Linked DNA regions of Sus scrofa: region 1 is linked to region 2. Evidence: chromatin contacts called from public HiChIP or PLAC-seq data. All regions are on one chromosome and are shown on one strand. Each heading gives the region's core, a stretch centred on a gene start, on an enhancer-like site or on the middle of the called end of the contact. The rest is flanking DNA. Distances are from core to core; before and after follow the strand shown.

What was found. HiChIP or PLAC-seq counts read pairs in DNA pulled down with a chosen protein or histone mark.
Region 1: an H3K27ac HiChIP or PLAC-seq map of alveolar macrophages shows a contact between it and region 2. The contact joins two enhancer-like sites. A contact is called at or near these places in 2 of 47 Hi-C or Micro-C datasets (epiblast stem cells and psoas muscle) and 2 of 2 datasets of contacts at active chromatin or transcription factors (alveolar macrophages and skeletal muscle).

What each region holds. Positions count from the first base shown.
Region 1 is chr3:17,273,856-17,276,555 of Sscrofa11.1, reverse strand. No RefSeq gene overlaps it. Among named protein-coding and RNA genes, the nearest start is that of ITGAM, 3.1 kb to the right of the region's middle. Within about 2 kb of position 1,290, at least 9 of the 83 cell types and tissues checked have an H3K27ac peak or open chromatin away from gene starts, as enhancers often do. A contact at or near this core is called in alveolar macrophages, where this site is marked.
Region 2 is chr3:17,139,732-17,142,431 of Sscrofa11.1, reverse strand. The region is part of intron 23 of ITGAD (integrin alpha-D); the gene reads left to right. Among named protein-coding and RNA genes, the nearest start is that of ITGAD, 29 kb to the left of the region's middle. Within about 2 kb of position 1,406, at least 3 of the 83 cell types and tissues checked have an H3K27ac peak or open chromatin away from gene starts, as enhancers often do. A contact at or near this core is called in alveolar macrophages, where this site is marked.

The DNA.
Region 1 (2,700 bases), core at 41-2,540, 130 kb before region 2:
AGCTAGTCTCTTGGGTTAGACCATGGCAGACAATATATATATGTATTCAGTCACTTTGCTGTATAGCAGAAATTGGCACAACACTGTAAATCAACCATGCTTTAATTAAAAAAACCCAAAAAAGTATATCCTATTTCTGAACGTTAATCTTCCACATATATCTATTAATGCCACCATAGTTGTCTTGTTCAGATCAATCACTTAAAATCCCATATCTAGAACTGAATTTGAATTTGTTCCCCATTTCTGCTTTCTGACTGTTTCCAAGATCCACCTATGTTGTTCTAACTGGACATGATTCCAACCTTTTCTCAAATACCAGCTTGTTTCTAGACTCAACGCTTTACCTCTGAGGCCTTCCTAACTCTCTGCTGCCCCTTCCCCAATAACTTTCCTTATCAAGATTCTGGAGGAGTTCCCAGGTGGCTCAGTGGGTTAAGGATCAGGTATTGTCACTGCTGTGGTTTGGGTCACTGCTGTGGTAGAGATCAACCTCTGACCTGAGAACTTCTGCATTTCCAAAGAGGGGAAAAAGATTCTAGAAGTAGACTCCTCGGTCATGGCTTTTCTATTCCCACTGCTAGTTGCCCACCTCCCCTTTTAAATCACACTTCCTCTTGCTCTCAGTGAGCAGGAAGTGTCTAAAACCAGATGTTCCTCTTTTTTAGACACTGTCAAGATCCAGCCTCCTTCCCTTCCCTACCCATGGCCCTGACACTCAGTTTTTTGGCCACACGATTGCTCCAGTTTTCTGTTGCAATGGTTCTTGCACTTGTCTATCTGCAGAGTAGAATTTTGAGAGTAAAACCACTGGGGAACCACTTGCTCTATCTTACCTAGGCTTCGTTAGCCTATTTATGACCAGGGAAAGAAGGTTTCAATGCGAACTAAAGAGCTAGGGGCTTGACTCATCCTGCAGTAATATCTTTGGCGCTTCTCACCACTCTTTCCTTTTTCTACCTCTTCTTCTAGTGGGAGATTTTTTTTTTTTTTTCTGTTTAAGGCCACACCCATTGTTGCAGGACTTACTACAGGGAGACAGGACACTGAGGCCTTTTTGCCAGGAAGCAGCGTTTATTTGTCGGCACTGGCTCAGTGGATTCCTATCCAAAGCCTGAGCCCTGAATGCAGCTGGGCGCTGTCGTACATACTCTCCGTTATTTTTTCTTTGGCACTTTGGCCCCTTTGTTCTCCTTATAAGGTAACATACAGTCTGTAAATTCTACTTGGATGGTCTATGCTACAAAGTTGCACATGGATACTGATTATGTCACAGTGCCACAAAGTTGCGCAAGCATGCAAAGATGCTGATGATTGTGCCCGTTGCCTTCCCTTTGTTCTGGGAGGGCCCCTACGGCACCCTGGCACATGGAGGTTCCCAGGCTAGGGGTCAAATTGGAGCAGCAACTCGGGATCTGAAACACATCTGCAATCTACTCAGCAGCTTGCGGCAAAGATGGCCCCTTAACCCCCTAAGCGAGGCCAGGGATTGAAGCCACAGCCTCATGGATACTAGTTGGGTTCTTAATCCACTGAGCCACAATGGGAACTCTTTTTTTTTTTTTTTCCTTTCTTTTCTTTTCTTTTTTTGCTGCACCTGTGGCATATGGAAGTTCCTGTGCCAGGGACTGAACCCATGCCACTGCAGTGACCCAAGCTCCTGCAGTGACAACACTGGATCCTTAACCCACTGTGCCACAGGAGAACTCCTGAACTGTCTCTTCCTATTCATATTGGACAGCAAGAGCTGTCCTGTGTGTCTAAATAAGCCCCCTGATATTCTCTCCTTTTTCTTTGGGCTCTTTGCTCTACTTCATGTTGATTTGTACATATTCCATCTTTCGATTTTGTGTTAGGCTGTCTTTTGGAAACTGTGTCATATATCCACTTGGATAGTCTTCCACTGTGTAAAACTTAAAATCTCTGTATCAGTTGGGATACTTTTGGTTGCAAATGGAAAAGTCAACTCAAAATGACTTAAGCAATGAAAAGAATTCATTGACTCATGCAACTGGAAAGTCAACAAGTAGAGAGGATTTCAGGTGTAGTTTGATCAGAGCTTCACATTTTCAAGAGGGATCCGGCCCTGTGTCTGTGATATGTTGGCTCATCATCAGGTGGATTTTATTCACAGTAGCAGAAATGGCTGCAGTGGTAGCAAGTTCCATGTTACACTGGGAAGAACAAAAGCATCTTCTTCCTTAGATCCACTTTGATTGGTCTGGGTTAGGTCGCATGTCCATCCTGAAACCAATCACAGAAGTCAAGGGTATGGAATATACCAATTGGCTTAGTTTAGTTCACCTGCTCCACCCTTGGAGCTGGGACGTGAAGTCAGTTTTCCCCAAACCACAGAGTCTTTCAAATGGGAATTGAAAGTTGCTGAAAAGGGGGAAACTGGATGATAGGAGGCAACCACAAATGTCCAAAAAAACTCCACCAAAATTGTGATGTGGCTCATCAAAACAACATTTACTGAGTTCCAGCTAAAGACAGTATTGGGCTCTGAGACAGAACCATGAAGAGGACACAATCCCAGCTCTTAAGTGAGGTAGAATCTATTATTCCCTGAGAACATAAACTCTCTGAGGGTAGGGATTTTTTTCTTTTCTTGTTCACATGTGTAGTTCAGAGCCTGGAACAGGAGTTCCCGCCGTGGCTCAGTGGTTAACGAATCCGACTAGGAACCATGAGGTGGCG
Region 2 (2,700 bases), core at 157-2,656:
CATGTGGTATTTATCCTGCTCTTTCTCACTTACTTCACTCAATATGAGAATCTCTGGTCATATCCATGTGGCTGCAAATGGCATTATTTCATTCTTTTTTATGGCTGAGTAGTATTTCATTGTCTATATGACCACATCTTCTTAATCCATTCATCTGTTGGTTGTTTCCATGTCTTGGCTGTTGTGTTGTGAGCCACATGGGAAGTCTGAGTCTTGGCTATTGTGAATAGTGCTGCTTGGAACATACAGGTGCATGCATCTTTTTGAATTGTAGTTTCGTCTAGATACATGCTCAGGAGTGGGAATGCTGATCATACAGTAGTTCTATATTGAGTGTTCTGAGGAACCTCCATACTGTTCTCCATAGTGGTTGTATCAATTTACATTTCCACCCTCACATGGGAATTCTTTTTTTTTTTTTTTTTTCCCCACTGTACAGCAAGGGGGTCAGGTTATCCTTACATGTATACATTACAATTACATTTTTCCCCCAGCCTTTCTTCTGTTGCAACCACATGGGAATTCTTGTGAGCAACCACACATTTATGCCATAATACCATACCCCATAACTCCTGGTCCTTCTCTGATGAAGCGCCCTGCTAGTGGGACACATATATCTTGCCACCACCCAGCATCCCCTCCTCTCTCTCCAAGATGCAGGCTCCCTTTAACATGAAGCCAATGCTGTCCTTTGTGCTAAACACGAATGTGCTGAATTGAAATTATTAGATTAATAAGACTGAGGCTTTTCTGAGCACTTTGTAGTGGTTGAGTTTGTCCCCAGCAGGATATGGTCTGTCACCACACAGAGCAGGGAAAAGGTCAGGTTTTCACAAAACTCAGAGGAGAGCAGAAATGTGAGAAACTGCTGGCAAGGCCTAGGCAAGCCACAGGAAAGGGGAGGGGAGGGCTGTGCGCTGGGTCCTGGAGGTGGGGGAGGGAGTGGGGCGGGCCAGGATGGGGACACACAAGAAGCCCCACCCACCTGGCTGTTTCCCAGAGGTTTTAGAGTTGATCGGAAAGCTTAAAATATTGTCGTAGGGTGTTCCCATCGTGGCTCAGTGGTAGTGAACCCGACCGTATCCATGAGGATGTGGGTTCAATCCCAGGCCTCGCTCAGTGGGTTAAGGATCCAGCGTTGCTGTGAGCTGTGGTGTAGGTCACAGACAAGGCTCAGATCTACAGCTCTGATTGGACCCCTAGTGTGGGAACTTCCATACGCTATGGGTGCAGTCCTGAAAAAACAAACAAATATATATGTATATGTATTTTCATGGGTCAGAGTTTGCTGCTGATGTGCCAATTTTTAGGGAACTAGAGAAGGGGGTCACAGGTCATTGCCCTTCCAAACTCCACATGTGAATTTCCCCTTTTGTCCATGGGAAAACACTGAAACTCATTAGCTTCCAGTTCCACGTACTTATGATAGGCCAGGCATCATTTTAAGTACTTTACATGTATTTGCATTCATTTACCCCTCCTGTTAGCTCTTACAGTTATTGTTCTAGCCCTTTTCGCCAACACAGAAAGTCCAGAGGTTGAATGACTTAACCTCTGTCATTCAGCTGGTAAGTGACAGGACCAGGAATCAGACCCAGATGGTCCGGCTCCAGAGCTGTGCCCATGGCCATAGATGACATGTCTCTCCAAGGAATGGCGAAGCGGAGGGATTTACTCAAATTTGAAAAGAGGTTTAGAACTGGAAGATGTTAAGGTGAGAAAACTGAAGCAGAGAGAGAAAAGGGTGGAATAGGGAGCAAAGAGGAAGGCTAGCACACTAAGAAAAAATAGATTTTAACATTCTTGGCACTGCTACAAACCTCATCACAAGTCCAGTGCATGGAGTTCCCACTGTGGCTCTGCAGGTTAAGGACCCGACTAGTATCCATGAGGATGCAGGTTTGATTCCTGGCCTCACTCGGTGACGTTGCCACAAAGTGTGGTGTAGGCTGCAGGTGCGGCTCGAATCTGGTGTTGATGTGAGCTCTGATTCGACCCCTAGCCTGGAAACTTCCATATGTTGCAGGTTCGGCCCTATGAAGCTTAAAAAGAAAGGAAAAGAAAAGTCTCTTACAGGCACTCTTATTAGCTTCTCCATTTTCAAGAGGGAAAAACTACTGGGGTCCAGGGAGGTTAAGGAATGTGCCTTAAGTTACTCGCGTACCTGAGGTGGGAGCCCAGGTGGTCTGACTCCAGAGCCCACACACTCAATCATCAAGCTGATAGTCACAAGCCTGGGAAAAGTCAGGGGGTGGGCTGCTTTGGGGGCTGGCCTGGCTTCTAGACGCTGGTTACTGGTGAAACATGCAGGTCCCTCTGCCTGTTTGCCTGAATTCTCTGAGCCCTTAGGTGTTAAGCTCTGGGAAGGGAGGGATGATAGCTTGTTAAGAGTGGGGTCAAGCACACGGCCTGGGACATGGTAAATGTTTACTGAAGGAGGCCCTGGGTGGATGGATGGATGGACAGGAAGCCACCTGCAGCCTGGAACATTTATGTCCACTCCATGGGCTTATGTTCACACACCATCTTCCCTCACATCTACTTAACTGCCCCAGGATAGCCACGTCTATTTTCTTTACCCCATCATGGGAGGGCTTGCACCCCATCTTTTACTGAGTGTTCCAGGCTGTGCTTCCTTCAAGTGCCCTTAGGTTTATCTGCTCTGGCAGCTGCCCCTGCAAGCATGATGGGAGGTCTACT